2 separate regions of the Gossypium hirsutum genome follow, and region 2 is linked to region 1. Evidence: chromatin contacts called from public Hi-C data. All regions are on one chromosome and are shown on one strand. The core of a region is the stretch at or near the end of the contact, and the rest is flanking DNA. Distances in the headings are between cores, read along the strand shown. Region 1 holds the start of LOC107898631 (small ribosomal subunit biogenesis GTPase RsgA 1, mitochondrial). Region 2 holds the start of LOC107898615 (pre-mRNA-splicing factor ATP-dependent RNA helicase DEAH1).

Evidence for each region. A called contact is a pair of places that touch in the nucleus more often than the background predicts.
Region 2: a Hi-C map of leaf shows a contact between it and region 1, with 1.6 times the contacts expected there. The contact joins the promoter of LOC107898615 here to the promoter of LOC107898631 in region 1. A contact is called at or near these places in 2 of 34 Hi-C or Micro-C datasets (both in leaf).

Annotation. Positions count from the first base shown.
Region 1 is chrD04:57,005,740-57,011,625 of Gossypium_hirsutum_v2.1, reverse strand. LOC107898631 (small ribosomal subunit biogenesis GTPase RsgA 1, mitochondrial) reads right to left here and starts at 3,572. Exons shown (of 4, transcript XM_016824139.2): 1 at 2,774-3,572; 2 at 467-661; 3 at 164-357. The coding sequence starts at 3,418. LOC107898632 (proteasome subunit beta type-5) reads right to left here. Exons shown (of 8, transcript XM_016824140.2): 5 at 5,882-5,886; 6 at 5,668-5,771; 7 at 4,953-5,053; 8 at 4,475-4,851. The coding sequence ends at 4,724.
Region 2 is chrD04:57,143,393-57,149,278 of Gossypium_hirsutum_v2.1, reverse strand. It overlaps LOC107898615 (pre-mRNA-splicing factor ATP-dependent RNA helicase DEAH1), which reads right to left and starts at 2,977. Exons shown (of 5, transcript XM_041091054.1): 1 at 1,730-2,977; 2 at 1,543-1,659; 3 at 1,022-1,338; 4 at 355-922. The coding sequence starts at 2,977. The coding sequence ends at 1,603. LOC107898617 (ranBP2-type zinc finger protein At1g67325) reads right to left here. Exons shown (of 10, transcript XM_016824123.2): 10 at 3,389-3,559. The coding sequence ends at 3,461.

The DNA of each region.
Region 1 (5,886 bases), core at 2,323-4,822:
CGTATGACAAGAACATGTTGAGCTTTTTTTGTAAGTTTTTTCTATGTATTTGGAGAGCCTACAAATACCTATGTCTGGATATGTGCCAAAGTCGGGTTTTAGGGATGACTAATTTAAAAAAAAAAATGAAAAATCGGAGTAACATAGTTTTAATCTTACATACCTGACATCACCTTCTCTCTTGGTCCCGAATGTCCTCAACTGAAATTCCTCTCTGATCCGGATCTCATCGAGAAGTTGGAAATAGTATGGATATCTTTCCCAATCCCCTTTCACAATGCACCCAGGTTCACCAAGATGTAAGCAATCATTGAATGAGCATTTTGCAGGTTCACTGTCTTTTAGCATTTTCCGAATCTGAAAAAGAAAAAAATCAGAACAAAGACATCGGATACCACAAAAAGCGCAAATAGAAGGTCAAGTGCAACCAAATTGTGTAAAATATCACAATTAGCAGGCAAACAACCTCGGGGAAAGCTTGTGCAAGAGATTGCTTTGTCACTTTCAACAAGCTAGGTTGATTAAACCCCGGAGTATCGGCAACATAGCCCCCTCCCAATAGTGGAAGCAACGAAACATGTCGCGTAGTGTGTTTCCCTCTGCCACTTCTTGTTGAGACCTCCCCAACCCTCTGATCTTCAAACCACTTGCTGCCTGAAATCTACAGAAATAGATGTTCTTTAAGGAAGAGAAATATACGAAACTAACAACCTCTTGGCCTTGTAGCAAGTGGCTTGTAAGGCATGAAAGTTCAAATTCAAACCCTACCAACCTGACCCCAAATTATCAATACATACATACATACATACATATATATGGCACTTATTGTTCTCAACCTAAAAGAAAAGCAAAACTACAAAAAGGACTAAATTACATAATGTGTAAATGTTAAGGGTTAAATTTTTTAGAATCAAGACTAAATTGACATATTTTATAAATGTTGAGGGTCAAAGGTGCTATTATGCCAATTTTAAAAATTGCATACAAAAAAGATAAAATTGAATAGTTAGGTAACCAAAAAAATTTTACTATAGTTGGGTGACTACCCGTGTAATTTAACCCCCCCCAACCAAAAAAAAAAAGCAATATATACATACATGTACACATATAGAGTACTCATCGCTCTTAACCGTAGCAACTCCACCCACAATTATCAATATATATAATCCACACTTAACATTCTCAACTCAAAGGAAAAACGAAAATGAAGTATTAAGGAATAAGGAAAAAAACCCACAGGATCAAACAAATTATCTCCTTCAAGGGAATCAGGAGTGCGGTGATCACTTCGGAGAACATTGATAAGGCTTGATTTCCCAACCCCACTAGGACCAACAATTACAGTTGTTTGATCCCTCAAGTAAAATGCAAGAGAATCAAGTCCGTTTTTGGTCTCAACACTGCAAAAGACCGGTTCATATCCCCAGCTTCGCAGCCTATTCTTCCATGCGAAAAGAGTCTGCAAAAGCATTTCAAAGTCCCCCAATATGCACATATGCCAAAGGAATCACACCGATGTTATTTGACAATGTAAATGTGATTCATAGATTATAAAACAGAAAATCGAGGAATTCGATGTTTCGTTGCACCAACTTTTAATTTTTTTTTGAAGTACCCTTGTACTTCAAGGACATGACCTATATCCCAACACAAATTTATACAATGGTACAAGAACACGACCCTTCAAGTACTTCACACCCATGTCCTACAGATACCGTAATTTAACACTCAAGCCTGACTCCAACTAACATAGAATATTTCATGAGATGAAGAACATCCATTTCTTTATTATAAACAAACAACTACAGAAGCTCAAATAATAGACTAGAGCTACTAGTATATATGTGTGTGTGTGTGTGTGTGTAAATTTCCATTTGATTTTCTCTTAACTAATTGCCCCTAATCTGTTGATCTAATTCCTATGTCTTATAGGATAAAAAACTTGCTAAGAACAAGTCAAATTACAATGCCATAACGAACATGTGAAATGAACAACCTATCTTGCTCCGAATTTTCATTTTTCCTAAAAGTACTCATCCAACACTCATATCAATATACATTCGAACATGGTATATGATACTTCAAAAAAAAAAAAACTTAGAAAAGGTTAGATATAACCGTATAGAATGCATACTGTACCCAACAGACCGACACTAACACTCGGCTCCAAGTAACATCGTAATTAACAATTGTCTATGCATACTCGGACACGGGGAATGAATATTGTACCCAACAGGAAAGTAACATTGCAACTAACAATTGTCAATACATACTCAGACATGGGGAATGCATATTGCACCCGACAGGCTGACACTAATACACGACTCCGAGTAACATTGCAACTAACAATCGTCAATGCATATTCAGACATGGGGAATGCATATTGTACCCGACAGGTCGACACTAACACTCGACTCCAAGTAGCATTGCAGCTAACAATTGTCAATACATACTCGATACGGGGAATGCATATTATCCCTGACAGGCCGACACTAACACTAACACTAGACTCCTAGTAACATTGCAACTAACAATTTTCAATACACATTCGGACATGGGGAATGCATATTGTACCCGACAGGCCGACACTCAACTCGGTGTAACATTACAGGCCGACACTAACGCTTGACTCCGAGTAACATTGCAACTAACAATTGTCAATAAGCTTAAAACAATTGAATATAACAATATCTTCGACTCGCCTAGTGCAAGTAACATCAGCAACTAACAGTTTATGGTAAATTACAATCAAAAGAGCGTCAAAGCTTCGAACCTCTTCATCAACGAGTTCCGTTTTGTTCAAAGCAAGCGTGAGTGGAATCCTATAAGACTCAGCTTCAACCAAGAATCTCGTAAGCATAAACGGCTCCACCGGCGGCTGTTCCATAGAGAAAAGCACGAGCAAGCGATCAACATTAGCAACCGGCGGATCAACAATCTCAGAACTCCGTTGAAACACATTCTCAATAACCCCACGCCGTTCCACCCAATCAATCGAACCAACCACCACCTTATCCCCAACCAAAACCCTCCTCTTTATCTTCTTCAAAACTGCCCTCACCACACAAAGCAACTCCAACCCAGTTTTCATACCATCCTCCGGTTCCCGTTGAACTATGACCCGCATGAAATTGGCTTGAGCAGCGGCAACGGCGCCGACGGCTTGAGAATCGGAAAGAGATGGAGTTTCATTAGGGGCAAGGACGGGAGCTAAAGAGGAGTAATCTTTGAAGGTGTGTTTAGCCTTGAGGAGGTTCTTGTTGGGTTGGGGTTTCTTGGATACGTTTTGTCTTGAATTAGAAGGGGTCTGTTTGGCGGAGAGGATAAAGAGGTGGCGGTAGGGTGGTGAGTGACGGCGGAGAACGGTGGTTATGGCGGGTAAACGGCTGCGGAACAGTGAAAAAGAAGTGATTGGCATCGGGATTCAGTGGGGAATCGATTTCGTTAAACAATTTTGATTTTTTTTTCTTTAAAAAATTTACAGTTTTGATTTGATACTTGAAAAGTAAGAATGTTCATACATTTTTTTAGTGAAAGAGGAAATGTGTGTTTACTATGTTCGGACAGTGCGCGGTTATTTATTTATTTATTTATGAGGGTTAATCCTTAGTTGCCACGTCGCACCAAAAATTTTTTCTTTTAAAAATTCATTAAAAAAAGAGAGCGAAACTTCAAGAAACTACAGGAAGAAATTAAAAAATATTACATTATTTAAAAAAAATGAAATATTGCTAAATTGAAATAATTCTCATAGTTCTTTGGGGATTAAAAGTATTAAAAAATTCAAATTTTATAATAATTTTTTTAAATAAATATTTCTGAATTTTTCAACACCTTTTTCATTTTTCTGATTTTGCCTTTTTTTAAGTTTTACATACTTTTTACAAAAGTATATTTCCATAAAATTGGAAAAATCTTAAATTTTAATTTTTTTATATTTTAGAAAAAATTTACTTTAAAAATTTATCTTATAAAAGTAAATTTGTGTCACGTGACACGTTAAAAAAACAAATTTTACCTGAATTAAGCTCGAAGAACAAACTTTACTCGAATTAAGCTTGATTCTGTTCAGGGCATAGTTAGGAGGTTGGTAGAGGCTCAATCTCCTAAAATGAAAATTTTTATATTTAAGCTTTTAAAATTTTAAAATTAGTAAAAATAAAATTACACTTTAACATTTCTTAAAAATGATAAAAATTTAATTTAATCTTTTAAAAATTATAAAACTATAAACTATTAAAATAATAAAATTATATTTTTTTATCGTAAAAGTTATAACTTAATTTCATCTCCTCGAAAAAAATTTCTAACTTCGCGTCTTATTCTGCTCATTTAACCGATAAAAGATGAACACAACTATCATGCTCAGACTCAATTATTTATACTTGATTTCGAGTTTGTATAGAAAATTTTGAATACTAACTACAAAGAAAAACTCGAGTAAGCTCGTCAACTACTCAGCTCAGGCATTAAATTACTTCAAATTTGACTCATTTGATAGCTCAAATCAAATAAACTCAAGCTCGATTCGAAACGTAACAGAACTGAATAACTTCCAAACAAGTTCCCGTTTAAACTAATTTGATTCTTTTAAGAAATTTCAACATCAACAATGACAAACTAAGTCTATCAGTGAACTGTCTTTGTAGAATCCGATGGAATCCCGTCGGCCGATCTGTGAAGGCAAACATCTTCAATTAGGTCTAGGTGAAGGACGGTCCTCTTAGGCTCCAGTTACTTCGACCATCTCCTGTTCTACCGTGCTCGGCATCACCGGATAGTATCTATAGTGAAGTTCTCCAACGTCATCGCCTGATAGCTTCTTCCAGCCATTCGGTCCCACGTAATAAACTGGTTAAGAATTATAAAAGTTTGTTAAAAGTAGGATAAGGACAAGCGTAAAACAGAACCAGAGGGAATGTTACTATAAGACTGGAGGAAGAGAGAAATACCGCTGGCGACACCACCACTGGCTCCGTCTCGGAATGTGGCATGATAAATAGCTCTTCGAGCCAACTCTGCTGCCTCTTCAACTGACATGTCATACCGATAGCTGGTACAGAGTTCACCCGAAAATAGAAATGAATGATCATGAATACATGGAGCTAAGCATAATACGAGAAAAAAACAAAAAAGAATTCTCGATTGAGGCAGTGCTATCTTACTTTTAAACACAACTGGTTTCTTGCCAACTGCTTATCATCAAACAAGTAATACATCCATAATTAGACTTGTCAATTAGGCGGGTTGGGTTAATCTACATAGGTTCATTTCGGTTTTAAGATTTTTGGAACTTCCAGTTCAGATCATTTGTTTTGGGGGGCCAAATTTTCAGGTCAGACCATTGCAGGTTCAGACCATTTCAGGTCAGGAACACTTTTAAGTTCAGATCATCTTGAATTACTTGTTTGGGTTCAGCCTGAAATGGTCTAATTCAGGTCATTGCAGCTAATTATTTCGAGTTCAAACCTGATTAGCTTAGATTTGATTTGGATTGATCGGATTAGGTTTTCAAATTCAGGTCGAAATTGACTGGTACATCCATAATATCTATTAGATGAACTTACTCTCGAATCTTAACTTTAGAAGGACCATAACACCTTTCCCGTCATTTGTTTTTGCTTAATAACAGAACAAAAATGTCTATGAAAGAAGAAAAATGCATACCCATTATCCAGCACACCGTAAGCATATGGTGAACCCGACCCAACAGAGAAACGCATTCCTTTTAACCTTCCCCCTTCATTGTCCACGTAGTATAGTCCGGGACCCTAGAATTCACATCACGCAGTATGTTAAAACATGCAGTGGTATACATCAAATGCTACTGAAAAAAAGGGGAACGGAGGAGAGAGATGAAGTAAAATTTAGCTTCAAATACCGTTT
Region 2 (5,886 bases), core at 1,728-4,227, 140 kb before region 1:
CTAACCTTAAGTAAGTATTATAAATTTAATTTCATATTTGACATAAAATATATAATAAATATAATACCAGTCATTATCCATGACAATGCATATCAAGATAAATAATAAGGATTAAAATTTACTTTAAGGGTATAATAATAAGATGCATTGTATTTTTATGAAGAGGAAGAGCCACAAATCCGTAAAACAAACATGAATCAGACAATGTCTCTAACACCATGTATCCATCTATGGGTATATGCAAAGATTTAATTAACTGATTAAACTTGAAGTAAACTGAATTAATTTAACCAAAATAGATTAGACCCAAATCTGACTAGGAATAGAACATCAATCTAACCAAAAAGTACATACCAACTATAGCCCCCATGCTGCTCAGTGTTCTTTGCAAGTCATCCAATTGAACATCACTAATGCTTCAGCTCTGAGAAGTTTTGGATTAAAAAACATTCATTAGAAATTTTGAACAAGCAGGCTAATATATTGAACAAAAGAGACATAAAAATGATAAGAAATTGTAATTTCTTCAAAAAAAGGTAGTGAATAGAGAACAGATTTTAATGAAATATGGATATGATCTTGTTCTTTCATCGGATCAATCAGTTTTCACCGGTCGCCCTGCAGCTTGGCCCAGTCCCTTTGGTATTTTCTTCGATCAGGCATCTTCGACGTCTTTCATTTGGTAGTAATGTGGGGCTATTTCGACCAGCCATTCCGGTTTCAGCTCAGTTACATTTCTCATGTATTCCTTGGTGGTAAGAACTACTTCATGGTATACAACCCATCTCGGGAAGTTGTCTGCTAAGCCCGACCTTGGATGTATATGGACGATCCGCGGATGCTTCACAGTTCGGTAAGAACCGTAGTTCTGCAACCTGGCCGAATGAGAGAAAAATCCAGATATAATGGCCTTCTTTATAGCCTGTAAATCATTAGGACAGCCTGTTAGTTCGATTTCGACTCTCTCTAAAAGACCCTCTAGTTGATCCCGGATGTCTCTTGCACGCCTCATGCTCCTAACCTGAACATAATTTTCGTAACACCATTGTGTCGAGTAGTTCGTTTCCCTCCAGGAATTGTAAACATTCATTAAAGCAATATGGTCACCGACGTTACTGGTATGAAAACTCATCCTCGCGTGATCAGCACGAACTTGTTCGTCTTTTGGACGGTAAAAGATCGAATTCCCAACAGAAAGCATAGCAGCAATGGAAATAACTTCATCCGAACATTTATACTTATCAGAAGCAACTATCATTTTCGATAGCATTGGATCGAGAGGGAACTCTGCCATTTGACGACCAACTTTAGTCACCTCTCCAAGTTTGTTCAATGCACCTAATGCAAACAAAAGTTCCAATGCTTTCAATAGAGCCTCATTCGATGGCGGATCCATAAAATCGAAATTCAGCAAATTCTGAATTCCGAGACTCTTCAAAGAAAGAACAACACTAGTAAGGTTGGTCCGTTGTATCTCCGATGGCGTATTATCATCCAATTTAGTTTTATAACTATCAGCAGTGTACAATCGGAAACACTTACCAGGACCTGTTCGTCCAGACCGACCAGCACGTTGATCAGCAGAAGCTTTAGAGATTGATGTTACCTGCAAAGACTCCATCCCAGTCCTCGGATTATAAGATTCCATCTTGCAAAAGCCTGGATCAATAACATAATTAATACCATCAACAGTTAATGATGCTTCTGCAATATTTGTTGCCAAGACTACCTTCCGTGAACCGATAGGAATCGGTTGAAATATTTTCGCTTGAAGCTCGGTCGGAAGGTTTGAGAATATTTTGGAGATAACAAGTTCTGGAATTTCCGACCCAAACCCACTTATCTTATGCTTCAAAATTTCTTCTGCAGACTCGATTTCTTCTTGACCCGTAAGAAACACCAAAATATCTCCGGGTGATTGTGTCACATGGATTTGAAGTACTGTAACAATTGCAGCATCCAAGTAATCCGCTACTGGTGCTTTTGTATATTGTATCTCAACAGGATACCGTCTCCCGGGAATTCGATAAATCGGAGCACAATCGAAAAAATCACTGAACTTGCTTGCATAAGGTGTAGCACTTGAAATAAGTATTTTGATATCTTTTCTAAATCGTGCTATATCCTTCAACAATCCGAAAAGAACATCGGTAGAGACAGTTCTTTCATGAGCCTCATCCACCATTATCACACCATAGCTCGCGAGATCAGGTTCGCCAAGCAATTCTCGCAACAGCTTACCATCTGTCATATATTTCAAAACAGTCTTTTCCGAGGTACAATCTTCGAAACGAATAGAATAACCAACTTCATGACCGAGCTTGACATCCATTTCTTGAGAAACACGAGCAGCAACACTTATAGCAGCAACTCTTCGAGGCTGTGTACAAGCAACCTTCCCACGTTTCGTGTAACCAGCTTCATGAAGATATTGTGGTATCTGTGTAGTCTTCCCTGAACCAGTTTCACCTACGATAACAAGAACCTGATGTTCTTCAATTGCTTTAAGCAGACTATCTCGATGTGCATAAATTGGCAACGTTCTCCGGTCTTCATGTAGCGTCTCCAATTCGGATTTTGCCTTGGAAATCTCGGGTGACTCGATTGACATCTCATCATCAACCTTCAACATGGATTCCTTGATAAACTCAATCTGGTCCTCAAACACAGCTTTTCCCAAACCGGTACCAATGCCATCTTCATTGTCGTAAGTCTTTCGCTTCCTAGGCGATACTTTCCAAGGAACATTGGAGAAGATTTCTTCAGCAAACAAATGAAGATCATCGGAAAATGCCAAGCCGTATTCTTCAAGCTTCCCTACTACATCAGCAGCCGATGTCGCTTGCTTAGCTAGTCCAATGGCATACTCAACGAACTCGGGAGTGGAAAACCCCTGCAATGCCAATAACCTATCAGAGACCCAAGTCTTCAATGCATCTTTACCTTCCCATTCTCCGGATTTTGAATCACCAGACATAGCTCCTTAACGATCAAGTTTGCAAAGCAGTAAACAAGCAACAGGATCCAAAGGAACCAATGAATCAGAAATAGCAATGTGATGCAGAGGCAGAGAGCAAATAACTCGAAAATCGAATGATTCCAATAGAAACAATCTTCGAATTCGAGTTTAGGGTTTCAAGAATTGCCTTATCTCTACTGGAACAGAGAGATGAGAGCGGCTCAGGAAATTTTTAGAGAAAAACTGTATATATATAATTTTGGGTAAACTTGGGGAGCAAGTTTCAAATATTATCGTATTTTCTTTTGTTGGACTGATTCATCCTTGTAGCATATCATGTTAGACCAGTCTCCCCTCATTCATGCCTTCCTTCTTTCCTGGAACCATCTTTGATTCTGATTGATGGGACTTCTGTCAGAAATCCATTGACCCAACCTCTCCTTGACTTGCCGCTGCCAAGTCTTCCCCAACCTCTCCTGATGTTCATGGTGAGCTAGCCTGTTATCCACCGCCCAACTGTGATGGTCCCCTTCGGCTAGTTCTTTCACAAGTGACCCCATCTTCCATCTGCTTCTTCCTCCTAATGGTTTGGTCCCCAGACTGCTTTTTCATACATATATACAACGCGTTAAATGTGACGTATTTAAAAACTTTATATATTTTTATAGGAATAAATCATTTTAAATATTGTCTACATTTTATATTTTTTATATTTACCCATTTTTTATTATGTTTGTTTTCTTTTTCAAAAAAGCTTTTTTTTATTTGCCACGTTTTCTTTTTAAAAAACATTTTCCATTATATGTTAACTTGCCCAACAATATTAAAAAATTAATAATTATAGTTAATATTTAATTATGTTTAATAAACTTATTAATATTTATCTATAAATCTTTCACTAAATTTTATTTCATTAACTAACAAGTCTAAAAATGTAAAAATTATAACTAATTATGTTGAATAAATTTATTAGTGTTTATTTACCACTATTTTTTTTATTTCATTAATGATGAGATCTGTTTACTAACTATGCTTAGGCCAAAAAATTTATTTTTATATAGATTATAAAAATTTTATTATAAGCATAAACATGTATAAGTGTTTGAGATGATTAAGTAATAAATTTATATATTATAAAAGTCATTTGTGTATTTTATAAAGTTATAACAAAAAATTATATTATTTAAATTCTAAAAATATTCTAAAGCTGGGTCAAAAACTTTATTATTTATTATAAAAATATTATAATACAGATATAACTTATTTACTATATACTATAAAAATAATTTTTTTATTCATAAAAAAATATTTTTATTAAGTTATGACAAAAAATTTATATTTTTATAAAGAATGGTATGAAATTCCTAAACAATTTAGAAAATCCTTTTTATAAATATTATTTATTATAAATTTTATAATATTTTTTTCTTAATTTAAGTATTACAAAAAAGAATAAGTCTTTCTTCAAATTAAATCTATATAATTTTTTATAATGAGATATTTGAATTGTGAACACAAATATTATAAAATCAATACTAATCATGTAAATAAAAAAAATTACACAATATCGTGAAATATGATACCGTATAGGATAATGGCGCTAAACACAAGCATCATAAACAACTTACAATTTTTTTAGTATGAGACTTTCAAGGCTTCAAAATGTAATTAAAAAAACATTTGTTATTTTATTAAGATATTTCTCATGTTAACATTATCACCTTAGTATAGCATAAAAAAAATCAAATTAAGTTGTAATTTCTATGATCCCTACTTTGAAAATTATATTTTTTTTAAATTAAAATAATTATTCAGATTCAAATTCAAATAACAATAAAAAACATACATTAAATATTATAAAAGAATTGACCCAACAAACGTACACTAGAACAATTAAATACAATGACTTATGATGTTTATTTTCTTACTATTTTATTAGTAATGCAATTATCAACCATGTTTTTAGACTAACATAATACATATGATGATTTAATTATTATTTTTATTACTTATTTACAAATTATTTTTATCATGCTGATAATTTTTTATAGTAATTAATATTTTTAAAAAATATAAATTATTTAACTGTATAATTACATTTCTTTATAATTACAAGAGTATAATTACTCTCATTAATAATCCTGTGTTGTCCAAACAAACCCTAATAATAATTAAAAACCTCATCCCATACATATGCTTATAAAAACCAAAAATATAAAACACAAAAATTAAGATACTAATTAAAACAAATGGATTTAAATGTTCATTGTTTTATTACCAATCTCGAGTCGATGTCGATTTAACTTACGACACCAACTTCATCAAACACATTATTGATATATACAACTGATAAAAACAGTAAAATGTGCATAATTAAGATTAAAATGTATAAATATATCAATATTTAACTTCAATTTAGTAGTAAAAGAGTTCAAATCCCACAATAGTGTACATAATTTTCATACTTTAACAGCTAAACTGGTGATCTAGAGGTAACATCAACTCATTTAAACATTAAAATAATAGTATATAGATACAAATATTATAATATTGATATTTCCGTTCTAATGTTTAAATTTTTTTTATTTAAATCAAAGCTCAAGACATCAACTTAATTTACTTGTAACATCGAATTAACATTATATCATTTCGATGTTAATAAATAGCCATAACAAATTTTAATTTTCATAAAAATACAATGAATATTATATTATAATATAATTTTACTTATAAATATAATAAATTAATAATTTCTATTAGAAAATATATAATTACAACGAACCCAAACCAAATCTGAACCTGAAACAAATTCAATTCATAAAAACTTTAAATCAATTCATTTCACAAGTTGATAAACCAAAATTATCCAAACAAAATTGGGTTTTTTTAATTTCTAAATATAAAAACTAAAAACGTTTACAGTACGA